2 separate regions of the Mus musculus genome follow, and region 1 is linked to region 2. The links are chromatin contacts, called in public HiChIP or PLAC-seq maps. All regions are on one chromosome and are shown on one strand. Each heading gives the region's core, a stretch centred on a gene start, on an enhancer-like site or on the middle of the called end of the contact. The rest is flanking DNA. Distances are from core to core; before and after follow the strand shown.

What was found. HiChIP or PLAC-seq counts read pairs in DNA pulled down with a chosen protein or histone mark.
Region 1: an H3K4me3 HiChIP or PLAC-seq map of embryonic stem cells shows a contact between it and region 2, with 7 read pairs. The contact joins the promoter of Crxos here to the promoter of Ube2m in region 2. A contact is called at or near these places in 2 of 39 promoter capture datasets (cranial neural crest and embryonic stem cells), 1 of 115 datasets of contacts at active chromatin or transcription factors (embryonic stem cells) and 1 of 9 other capture datasets (embryonic stem cells).

The regions. Positions count from the first base shown.
Region 1 is chr7:15,894,478-15,901,185 of GRCm38.p6, forward strand. Crxos (cone-rod homeobox, opposite strand) reads left to right here and starts at 1,647. Exons shown (of 5, transcript NM_001033638.2): 1 at 1,647-1,780; 2 at 2,927-3,075; 3 at 3,968-4,139. The coding sequence starts at 1,756.
Region 2 is chr7:13,033,973-13,040,227 of GRCm38.p6, forward strand. Ube2m (ubiquitin-conjugating enzyme E2M) reads right to left here and starts at 4,006. Exons shown (of 6, transcript NM_145578.3): 1 at 3,649-4,006; 2 at 2,594-2,688; 3 at 2,462-2,500; 4 at 2,240-2,343; 5 at 1,870-1,933; 6 at 1,148-1,782. The coding sequence starts at 3,757. The coding sequence ends at 1,642. It overlaps Chmp2a (charged multivesicular body protein 2A), which reads right to left and starts at 805. Exons shown (of 6, transcript NM_026885.3): 1 at 663-805; 2 at 1-70. The coding sequence starts at 24.

The DNA of each region.
Region 1 (6,708 bases), core at 397-2,896, 2.9 Mb after region 2:
ACATATCCAAGTGCCAGCCCAGCCAGAATTTCTGCTCAAAGCCTTTATAAAGAAAAAGGAAAACAAACCTGGGAGTGTGGTATAACACATTGCTGGGTCTCACTTTTAGTAGCACACTCAGACTCATACTTTTCATCTCCAGTGATTGAAGCCTAGGTCTCATATGCATGCCCGTAATTCCAGCACTTGGGAGGAGAAATCTGGAAGATCAGCCCTTCAAGGTCAAGCAATGTTCACATTTCCAGAAAGCTAGGATGGCCTTTGATCCAAGTAACCTGGATTAGAGGCAGGCAGATCTCTGAGATCTTGAGGACAACCTGGTCTACATATTGAGTCCAGGGCAGCCACAGGGACATAATGAGACCCTGACTGAAACACTGATCAGATAAATACATACATACATACATACATACATACATACATACATACATACATACATACAGGAAAGCGCCAGGTGTGGTAGTAAGCACCTTTAATCCCAGCACTCCGGAGACACAGTAAGGTGGCTTTCTGAGTTCCAGTCCAGCCTGTTCTACAAGCTGAGTTCCAGGACAGCCAGGGGTATACAGAGAAACCCTGTCTCGAAAAAAAAAAAAAAATTAAACTATATCTGCCCTTGTTCAGCAGGAGGAATGTCTTGTACAAGAGAACTATCCAGTCACTCTGGCCTTTTAACACCAGCCAGTCTTTAAAAGCAAAAGATGATATCTGGCAGAGGTGGAACACCAGTTTAATCCAAGTGAGTGGGAGACAGAAAAGGTGGATTTCTGACTTTGAAGCCAGACTGGTTTCCATAGTGAGTTCCAGGATGGGCAGGGGTATGAAAATCCCTTCTTTGTTGGAAGATGGAGGGGGGGGGAGGGTAAGACTGGCTCAGTGGTAAAGTAACTAACATGTGCAATGCCACAGCTTCGAGGTTTATTAGAAAAAGAAAAGTTGAAACACCAAAGGGCATGGTGGCTCAAGCCTTTAATCCCAGCACTTGGGAGGCTGAGGCGGGCAGATTTCTGAGTTCAAGGACAACCTGGTCTACAAGGTGAGTTCCAGGACAGCCAGGGCTACAGGGCTACACAGAGAAACTCTGTCTCAAAAAAAAAAAAAAAAAAAAAAAACCACCAAAGGGAGCTAGACTTGGTATCACAAACCTATAAACTCACAAGGTTGAAAGTTCCAACCTTCCCTGGACAACATGACAACATCTCAAACAGATGTCAACAATGAGCCTGTAAAGTGGATCACACCTTTAATCCCAGCACTGGGAGGCAGAGGCCAGTGGTTTTCTGAGTTGGAGGATAGCCTGGTCTACAAAGGAGTTCCTGGACTCATTAGCCATGTATTCCCTTGAATATCCATTTGCCCTAATTTTTAAAAGTAACCCCAAAGAAATCAAGGCAGTCACCTGAGCAAGCCTACAAGGGCAGACACCTTAGTAATCTTAGAGGTTGTCTGGTAATCAGGACAAATGGACGGCCAGGGCGGGCCCCTGACACACTAGGATGGTGCTTTGACATAGAGGAGAAGCAAGCAGATTCGGGAAAGAATGGGGAAGAACACCTGGGTATCTGGCTGGAGTCCATTTCCTCCTACAAAGGAGACACTGGGTGGAGCCTGCCCTTCCTCTTGGCTGGATGCTAAATTGTGGGAGGGGCTACAGGTTGGAGGGTCCCTGCTCAGTGCGCCCAACTTGAAGCTCAGTTTGAATCCTAAATCCTTAGAGCATACCTTCAATCACAACTGAAGTGAGCTACAGGCGAAATGGAAGCATCTCCACGTTCCCTGAGTAAGTCTGGGCCCTAAAAACCCTGTTACATGAAGTCTGTCGGGTGGACAGGATTGCTATGGTGAGGCCTGGGTTTGCATTTCCCTTTTGGCCCAAAGAGCAGACCGGGTCTTGTAGAAAGTAAGGCCATGACAGTGGAGTTGGGGGTCTATGTGGTGGTGTCAAGAGAGCTGGTCTGAACCCCAGGCACTTTGGCTCCTCCAGGGTCCACAATTAAGGAAGGGAGAACCAATGTAACAGCAGCTAATTATGAGGCTCTTGGTCGGATTCCTCCAAAAAACCTATCTGCTTAGGTTGAGGCTACTGTATTAGCAAGGGAAATGTTTGCAGACTCATATGAATTCTTTTAGTTTTGATTTTCATTTTGTAAGATTTGCATTTGACAGGTTTTCCTTCAGGGAGGGTGCTAATAGTTGAGTTTAGTAGACCTCACACAGGCATGTTGGAAATGATCTTGAACAATTGTGTGTATCTTTGGAGGCATGGTCTCTCCCTGTAGATCAAGCTGGCCTCAACTCTGATATCTACCTCCCTCTGCCTCCCAAGTGCTAAGATTTTAGATTAATAGCTCCATGCCTGGCTATGTTGAACCTGGCAATGTTGAAATCTTGTAAGGAAATCCTTCTACCTGAGTGCTGGGATTACAGGCTTACAACCGCCATTCTCCGCCAAATTCAGTCTATAGAGACTCTATAATTCCAGCAACAAAATGAGCAGTTCAGACTTTCCATACTCCTGCCTCAATTCTCCCATTGCTGGGCTTAAGAGTGTGACTATCCACTCTGCTTTTGCTTTTTTTTTTTCCCAAAGATTCAGGTCTTTAGCCCCAGAAAAGTTTAACTGGATGGAATTGGAAAGTGGGGAATTAAAGTGGGTCACAGGTATCTTATTGATGCATAGACTACCCAAGAGGAAAATCAGAGATTGGGGTTGTGAGAGAGACTCATCTCCTGACAGTGGCTAAAACTGTGTCAGGGGTACATGCAGGCAAGGCTGTAGAGGTCTCAGGACCTCTTTGTTCAATAGGTTAGCTCCTACCATGAGTCCCTCAAGATCACATTTCACACCATCAGGCTTGACAGTGAGGGCTGACTCTCCACTCTCATGATAGAGATTGCCTGACCCATTTCTCCTTCTCTGTCTTAGCCTCCTGTACCCTGGGTCCCCTTGACCAGAAGTTCAGTTGGGAGCAGCTTTCAGAGCTGGAAGCATACTTCAAGGTGGAACCATACCCAGACCTCCAGGATCGAAAGATCATGGCCACCAGACTGAAACTGAAAGAGGAACAAGTTGAGGTCAGATTGCCATCTCCAACCTTATATGCCTCTAAGTCAGTGTTCTCCACACTGAGAACCCATTGGGGTCAAAAAACCCATTCTCAGAGATTACCCTGTAGATATTCTGCATTTCAGATACTTACATTAGGATTCATAACAGTAACTAAAAGACAGTTAGGAAATAGAAACAAGAGTTATTTTGTGGTTGGAGGTCACATTGGTGCTTTCTGGAAAGAAGACACAGACAGACTGCCTCCTATGAGAAAACAGTGTGGGTCCAGTCTAAGGCAGCAATTCTCAAGCTGTGGATATCCAACTCATTGATTCTGGGATGAACAAATCTTGCCCAGAGGCCAGACCAGACCAACAGAATACAGAGACATTCACACCATAGCAATTCATAATAGTAGCAAAATTACACTTATGAAGTAGCAGTGAAAATAATTTTCACTGGACAGGGTTGCTCTTTTCTTAAAAACACTCCATAGACCATGCTGACCTCAAACTAAGAGAAGGCCTGCCTTTAACTCCCAGTGCTGGGATTAAAGGTGTGAGTCACCCTACCAACCTCTACCCACTCCAACAAGGCAAAAACAATTTATTGGTTTGGGGATTGGGCAGACAACAACACAAAGAAGTTTATTAAAGGCTCAAGCATCATGAAGGTTGAAAACCATATACATGCTAGGCACTCTAGCAGGCTGCATCCCTGGATGGTAGGCCCTACCCTTGAGGCCTCTCAGTATTCCTTAGGGGCCTCCTTTTGGGTCCCTCATGGAAAAGAAGGCTAGAGAACATTTTGGGGGCAGCTTTGGGGAGCTAGCTTAGGGGGATGCCCCTAGCATGACCTCAAAGGCTAGGGAGCACATGGTCCTTCCTTAGATATGTTTACATGTGTTCTTCCCTGCAGGCTTGGTTCATCCAGAGATCCTTGGAGGAGGAGATGCGGCCCCCCTTGGCCAGGCTGCAGCAGTCTGCCCTGGATGGTACCTCTTCTCCTTCCCACAAAGCCCTGTGCTGCAGGCCACCAAGCTGGAAGTACAGGCTCATTCCCATCAATCCCCCTGAGTCCTCGACCAGCTGTAAGCACAGTTGCTGATCCTCCTTCCCCATGGGCCACTCCAACATGTACCACAAAAACTGTTTCCCCAATTCCCCACCCCCTATCACAGGCCTGGCTGCACCAAACTCATCAAATGGTGGATGCCTCCCAGAACCCTCAGGGTCAATGTTTGAATACCTGGGTGCCAGGACAGATGACATTGGACAGAAATGGTGCAGAAATGGTGTTGAGTCTCCACCTAGGGCCTCCACTTGAATGTCCAGGGCCAAACCCCACTGCTGTGGTTCCACTTCTTTTAACAGCCTCCCCTCAAAAGTGGCCTCTCCTTCAGGATAGCTATCAACTCAATGTGCAGCACAGTATCACACTGACTTCTTGCCTCCTTTCCCAAGGCATGGTTACAGGCTGACATATACTGCCAGAACAACCACTTCCCAAGAGATTGACTGGCTAACAAGGCTGGATTTTTATTCCCTCTGACCTTGATCACTCATCTTGTACCAATGAGTAACTTATTGGTTTGTGTGTGATTGGATTGTATTTTTTTTTTGGTCTATTGGTGTTTCTGAGGCACCTGCTTGGGGATTTAGATCTTGGAGTGGCTCATTGATAACATGAAATTGTTGACAAATTGGTTTTTTAAAAAAGCTTGTGTTGTTTTCACAAAAAAATACTTTGTGTGGAAGCTGGCTGTTGTATAGAAGTCAGGACAAAGGACAGCATAGGATTAGGGTCTCCTGGTGCTGGAGTGGAGCTTAGCTCTTCAGGCTTCCTGCCAAAGGTCTTTCATCACAGTCGCCTCAATAGCTAGGTTTCTTATTTGTGCGTGATGCTCTTTGAGGTAAAAGTTTCACTGTGATACTTCTAGCTGGCCTGGACTTTGCACCATTAACCTTGAATCTGAATTAACTCCAGATGTGCCTAGCTCTGCCTCAAAGTGCTGGTATATAAGGCTCATACCACCACTGTGCTATCCCTGATCCCAAAGTCTTTAAGCTTAGACTTGAAGTTGAGGAAACTCCCTCCCGAGAGTTTGATTAACACCTGGACATAATGGAAAATCAGGAATTTATTGTATATGTATGGACTACACTAGTGAGACCGGTTACAGCAGGACTAGAAGCCTCTGCATGGACCATCCCTGCCTATGGAGATCAGGCTGGCCTTGAACTCACAGAACTCTGCCTGCCTTTGCCTCTTGAGTAATGGAAGTGAAGGTCTGCTCCGACATGCGCAGGCTGCAGATGACATTCCTTGGGTTTGGTGGAAGTTACTGTTGTGATCATACTTTAGAAAAGGTGAAGGATTTATATTGTTATAGGTATGGCTACACTGCGGCCCTGGACAGCCCAGGATGACTTTGCTTTAACCACACACGGTCTCCAAATGCTAACAAAGCAACCTCATTGTTTGGGTTTTGTTATTAAAACAGGGTCTCTAAGTAACACTGGCTGCTCTAGAATGCTCTATGCAGACCAGGTTGGCCCTCAAATCTCAGAGATCCACCTGTCTTCTTCCCACCACACCCCCAGTGCTCTCATCAAAGGCATGGGCCACCTGACTTGGTTCCCTGTAGAATCCTCCAAACAGACAAGGGTGACATGGAAATTTATATTCCTGATAACTTCAGTTCCTGAGACAGGGATTGATGTTGTCAATTCAGTCAGGTGATGTTTCAATAAATTATTCAATGTCTATAAATATGATCTGTGCCTGCTTGTGAGAAACCAAGCATCCCTCCACTCTAAATTTGTGAATGAAATTATTCAGTCTAGACCCCAATCTCTTTCTCTTTTCTTTCAAAACAAGGTTTCTCTGTAGCCCAGGTTGACCTTGATTTTAGAGGCTGGCCTCCCTCTGCCTCCCAAAGGCTGGGATTAAAGGCTTGCACCACCACTACCTGCACTTGCTAGCCTCCTAACAAAGCCTGATCTAAAAAGTAGAGACAGTTGGGTGTGGTGGGACTTGCCTTTAATTCCAGGCTTAGAGGCAGAGTGCAAGGACAGCCCAGTGTGTACACAGCCGAGTTCCAGACTAGCCAGAGTTCCTGCTCAAAGCCTTTATGAAGAAAAAACAAAAACAAAAGACCTGGGAATGTGGTATGCACATTGCTAGATTTCATTTTTAGTAGCACACTCAGACTCATACTCTTCATCTCCAGTGATTGAAGCCAAGGTCTCATATACATGCCTGTAATCCCAGCATGAAATCTGGAAGATCAGCCCTTCAAGGTCAAGCAATGCTCACATTACCAGAAAGCAAAGATGGCCTTTGATCCAAGCACCTGGATTAGAGGCAGGCAGATCTCTGAGATCTTGAGGACAACCTGGTCTACATATTGAGTCCAGGGCAGCCACAGGGACATAATGAGACCCTGACTGAAACACTGAACAGAAAAAGAAAGAAAGAAAGAAAGAAAGAAAGAAAGAAAGAGAGAGAGAGAGAGAGAGAGAGAGAGAGAGAGAGAGAGAGAGAGAGAGAGGAAGGAAGGAAGGAAGGAAGGAAGGAAGGAAAGGGAGGTAATTTTTCTCCACAAAAGAGCATAGAAGCAGTTGTCTCCAAGACACACCTTAGAGAAACTACCAAGC
Region 2 (6,255 bases), core at 2,756-5,255:
CCGGCGCCCAAACAACAGGTCCATGGTGGTAAGACTCCACCAGCAGGTCTGGGACAACCGTCAGAACTAGCTGTAGAGTGCAGGGCCCAGGGCAGCAAAAGACAGAAAGGGTCACATAAGTAGATAGGGTGTAGAAACTGGAGGTACGCTTGAGTAGTCAAAAAGGATTAGCCGGTGAGAACTAGTTATACATTTCTGACTCAAGCACACCCACTCTACTCTCTGCTCTGCTTCCACAGACGATGGGGCAAGCCTGTTTCTGACTTAAGGGTGTGGTTCTGAACTGTTCCAGGGACCCAGACCTGAGTAGGCACATCAAGGTGATTGAGTACTGAGGAGGGGGTAGTTGTGAGGCCCCTCGACAAGGGAGGATAGAATGGAGTAGGTTCTGAAATGTGAAGTTGGGCCCTAAGGTGGGGTAATGGGCATGAATGCCAAGGAAACCAGGCTCGCGGGCGTAGGAGTGACGTTCTCAGGCTCAGGACGTGACAGACACTGAACAGGTCTTGGAGATGTTGAGCCTGCGTACCGAGGGCAGGAAGAGGTGAAGACCTCGATGTGGGTAGGGACAGGCGGACCGCGCGGCATCCGATGCCTCGGCCCAAAGCCCCCTCCTACGCTGCCTACCAAACGGGACCTGCGGCTCAGCAGAGACCACTCACCGGAGCCGAGAGAACGATGGGTTTCCGCTTCCGGGTCACGCCTCTACCCCTCCGAAGCCTTGAGACTCCACCAACGACAACCCCTCGGTTCGGTAGCCCCTGCTGCGGCCGCCGTTTCCGGATTAAGCGACCTGACGTCACACGACCCACCCTCTCCGGGAATGCTGGGAAGTGCTAGGACGCACGCGCACAGCCAGCCACAGAAGCGCATGCGCAAAGGGCCACGCACCTCAGCAGAAGGTACAGGTCCCACCCAAGCCAGCCTCACAGGCCCATGGCGGGAGCACAGCTCGACTGGCTATTCATTCTGGAAGGCCCATACTCCACCCACTTTTGGGCAGTTAATAAATGGCATTTTAGCAAGTGCTTGGCTCGAACCAAATTAGGCCCACACATGGCATAAAGGGGCAAGCCTGGAAATGACTTGTAGGCTCCCTTATGTTGGTGTAAGGTCCAGGAGCTGAAATTAGCCGATTCTTCCATTGCTTGCACCTCATCCCAGTGAGTGGTCCCACCCAATCCACGGCCACATTTATCTTCATTATAGACGCTGGTGGACCTCACTTGTACCTCCCACCCCACAGAAGGAAGAGGCAGAGGCCATGCAGTAACATTCCCCTTTAATAGCCTGGTGGGACCTCCAGTGGTGGTGGGGTGGGTTGCTTGGGCCTAGCGACCCAGGCCCATTGCCCACTTACCCCACAGTCAAGAGTGGGGAGTTGGACAGCACCCAGCGGGAGGGGGGGGGCGCTAAACAAGCCAATTCATTTCCCATCGCTGAGCAGGTCGGGGGGGAGGCAGCACCGACCATAATCACGTGGTGGTCAAAAAAAAAATAACTAGGGGCAGGTGACAGGGAAGAGAGGCAAGGCCAAGGCAGGGGCCAAGGCTACCCCACACACCTTACCCGGGCCCCCAATAAATATTTGCAGGGGATGCCTGGGCCGGTAACCCTGGCAGGGATGGGTAATTGCTAACCCTATTTCAGGCAGCGCTCGAAGTAGGTGGACCCGATGTAACCACCTCTCATGGAGCGCTGCACATTTTGTTCAAACAGCCGCCGGTTGTTCTGCAGGACCTCAGCAGCCTCCTTGTTCAGTGGGTCCTCAGGGTTCGGCTCCTGTGGCCGGTACAAGTGGAAGTCAACAGGCAAGAGAGAGGCAGATGGCCAACAAACCCTCAGCTTCAAATGCCTAACCCTACTTACCAAGAAGAGATACTGCAGGCCATAAATTATGGAGTTTATCGTAAGGACTGGCTTCCAGTCCTCTCTGTGGGCAGAGAGCATCAAGGTTATCAGGGGCTGGTGAGTGGGAGGCTGCTACAGGCCCTGCTAATACTGAACAGGTTAGGCCCATAGAAGGCCTTTTAACATTGAAGTGTGAGATCTAAGAGTGAAGATACGGGACAGGGCAGGACACAGAGAAAGCCAAGGTCAGGTCATTAGAAAAACAACTAAGACAGAAACAGATTGACCATAAAGGGGAGGGAAGGACAGAGATAGATGCAGTGTCCACAGAAGGCTGAGGATACCTGGAAGGCAGGTCTTGGGAGGGAAAGGAAGGCAGTGCCCTCACCTGAGGATGTTGAGGCAGACGTTGCCCTCGAGGTCAATGTTGGGATGATAAACCATTGTTTCACACTTCACCTTGGGAGGGTCATGTGGGTAACCCTGTCCCACCTGGCTCCAGAAAAAGAGAAAGGAGATGGGAAGGTGTAAAAAGAGAAAGGAGATGGGAAGGTGTTTTGGTTGTACCCAGTCTTCTCCACAGAGCTACCTTTGTACACTTGAGACTCACCTTAAAGCTGAATACAAACTTGCCACTTTTGTAGAAGCCCTGGAAGAGGAAGGGGGAGAGTGAATGAAGACCCTACTCTTATGGGGCCACCCCTGGTCTGTTCTTGGGAATCCTGCCCTGTTTTACTCTTACTTCATCAGGACAGATCACCAGCTTGAAGTTGAGGAGGTCGTCTGGGTCTGAGAAGCTGATGTCACACGTCTTGGGCAGGTTCAGCTCGTTAATGTCTAGGTTTGGACAGCATGGAAAGGGAGAGAAACAGGTAAAAGAAAGGAGGTCTGGGCATGTGTCAGCAGAACCCATAAGTTCGCTTTCTAGACCTGAAGAGCTTTGTGTGGTGTACTTTAACTCAGTCTGTACTACTCCATATTCTTTCCACTTTCCAGTCTCTACGTGGACTCTTCTGGATACACAGTATCCCATATACAAGCATCTTCAAGTATAACTGCCCATCTCTTGGGAAAACCCTTACCCAGCTAAGTCCTCCACAAGTTCCCACAACATAGTCCCCAAGAACCTCTACTCCCATAACCCTTGCTTCCAAGAACCCTGAGCACCTTAAACCTGAGGTTTTCTATCTCTAGTCATTATCTCCACTCACTACTGTTTATCTGTCCACCGCAATTCAAGGACCATGACACCGGCCCCCCAACACTAAGTCACCCCTTCTCATCAACCACCCACCTCCACTGTCCTTCCTCGTCTCCATCTTATTACAAGCCCAAGATCCCATCTCATCCTTGAGATTTCCTGTATGGTAGCTTAAATTGACCCACACTCACATTTTTTAGTTCCTGTAACCTTCTTTTCTCCCTCCTCTTCACCTCAAACTCAAAATTGCTCTGCCTGACCCTCTGGACCTGAGTCTTGGGCCACGAGTCCCCAGTTTAAAACACTAAACCGTCTCCCACTTATTCCCAATTCGTAACCTTCACAATCTTCACGACACGGCACCCCAGAGCAAAGTTCTCGTCTGACTCTCAAAACTATACCCCTCCCCTAACAGATTCCGCGTCCCTAACACTCCAGGCCCGAGTATCCCAACGCCCCAATCTATGACCCTCCCTAGTGACCGCACCCCCAGTCCCGCATCACAACCCTCGAAACCTGACCACCAATACCAAATATCAGGGGCCGCATTTTCTCGCCACGGTCCCTGACCTCGAACGCAGGGTCCCGACCCCTACCCTTCTGAATCCGGAGCTGCGCCGCCGACGCCTTCTTGCTGCTGCCCTTGGTGCCGCCGGCCGACTCCTCCTCCTTCTTCTGCTGCTTCAGCGAGAACAGCTTGATCATCCTGCCGCCGCCGCCGCAGCCCGCCGCCGCGGGGGCCCGGGACCCCGGCCACCCGGCCCCCCGCCGCCGCCTGCGCCGCTTCCGCTCCTCGGACCCGCTACCGCGGCCTCCTCCGCTGCCGCTCGCCCGGCCTGCCGCGCTGCTCCGCGCCCACCGCACGGCCCGCCTCGGCTCCCGTAGTCCGGCTCTGGCCTGGCTAAGCACCTCGGGTGTGTTCGGAGGTGCTCGGGAGGACTCGGCGATCCTCGGCCCCGCCCCTGCTACGGTCCCCGCGCCCTCCTCCCCCTCTTCCGCTTGGGTCTGGTGAGGCCCCGCTGCGGCTGCGGACGCCGGCCTTTACAGGTCCGCCGCTCTCCCGCCTACTTGCTCCCTCTGCTAGGAGGCTGCGGTGAGGTGGAAGGAGGAGGCGGTAGCCGCGCTTGCGGCGGCAGGGTACCGCAGGGTACCGGTGGAGGCTCAGCTTCCGCGGCAGGCGCGGCTTCGATGCGGAGGTCGGCAACGGCCTCGGGCGCCCCGCCGCTTCGGCACTTTCCGTCGCCTGCCCACTTCGGTTTTTCCTGCCTCAGCTGTGCTCTGCGCCTGCGCAACCCTTGCAGCCCCCTGGTTCCTCCTCATTGTAGTTTGAGGTTCGGTCTTTTTCGGTTAAGCTCGGGTATTTCCGTTTGTGGAGGTGACTATTCGGCGGTCTAGCGGGTACTTCCTGGGACGCGCACCCAGTAGAGTAGGAAGCAGTGCTTGCGACCATTTTTGAGCGAGGCGGGTAGTGAGTGGCCGTTTGGCTCTCGGTGGTTCCATTCAATCTTACACTTACGCGGAGCGCAGCGGAACCGGGCTAGACTGGATCTTTGCTCTCTGAGGATTCAGCAAACGCAGGGCCTGGACGTTTTAAGGGACGTTGTCGAAGGGTGCAGAAGCAGGCTCCCCTAATCCCACCGCAATCCCAGATTCGGATTGATGTAAACTAGTTTAAATTTCGAATTGCTCTGGAGGCTTGAGGCATCAAGTTGGCTTGAGCCCAGGCGCTCAGGGATACCCTAGGCAACACATCGAGACTCTTGTTCCTTAAAATAGATTTCTATTGTGCAACAGGCTGTGAGCAACTGTGTAGTTCTAGGGTCCAAGGTGGACGTGGGTATAGGACTCATAACTGCGGCTTAGAGAACAGCAGAAGTGGCATTGGCTCTCTCGAGTGGCATTGTGCCTCTCGATTGGCTTATGTTGAGTGAGCTTAGGGTGCTTGGGAGGCAGAAGGAAATAGCTCAGGATGGGTCAGTGACTTCAGGCTGTCATCTAGGAATCCAGCCGAAGCCAGAGTCTAAATGCTTCTTGTTGCTTGTCTGGTCACAGCTTGAAAAACATGGCCAGAACAGGTTCGGACTCTGTTCTGCTCTTTGCCATCTGACAGCATTTGTGCCACCCAGCATGACCCGCGGTTCTACATTCCAGACTTAGCCAGCAGCACCCTCCTCCTCCTGACTTTTTAAGGCTAGCTCATTCTGAGACTCAGACAAATCACTCTAGAACTGTTCATTACTGTCTTGTCAGTTACCATTTTTGTCAGTTACTATCTATGCTGACTATTTTTGTGCAGCTGTTGTTTTTCTGGCTTGCTTTCTTCCAGATAGGATCCATCTCTGTAGTCCAAACTCAGCACGTAGTCCAGGCTGATCTTGAACTAACATTATTCCTGTTGTCTCTGTTTCCTGAGTGCTGTGGTTACAGATACATCCCTCCTTTTTCTGACCCTTCTAAAGTCCTATGGCTGTGGCTACATGGGGCTCTGGCTAATCTTTCTGGTCCTACAGTTCTACTGACTGGGGTAGCACTTGCCTGCCTGTGTTCATTCACTACCCCTCAGATTGGATTCTAAATTATGCTTAGCTTAACTCAGGATCTTTGGTAGCCTGTGAGACAGGAGAGATCAACACTGAAAATTATGGGGACTTAAGAAAGGAATAGAGTGGCTGGAGAGATGGCTCAGTGGTTAAGTGCATTGACCGTACTTACAGAGGTCCTGAGTTCCCAGCAACCACATGGTGGCTCACAAGCATCTGTAATGGGATCTGACACCCTCTTCAGGTGTGTCTGAAGACAGCTACAGTGTACTCACATACATGAAATTAAAAAAAAAAAAAAAGTGGTGGTGGAGGAATAGAGCCTCTGACTCTGTAGCCTGGTTGAACCTGATTTTTCCCTTGGAGAAGTAGGAATGCCAGTACAATGAACAGCTGCTTCAAGGCATTTCTTCCCTCTCAGCTGTAGACCTACAATTTTCTAGGAATCTCACCAGAAGCTCCATTATAGGAAAAAGGTGTGTCCTAGACATGTAGTAGCTTCTGGTCTTACCTTCTCTGATTATCCCATCCCAGGCATCTCTGCAGCCACCCTCTAGCCTTTTCAAAAGAGGAAGGAAACAAGTTTCTTAGCAACCGTTTGGAATGTGACTTGAGAGCCATGAAAAAGGTATTATAGCTAATGCTAATACAATTGAGGCTATC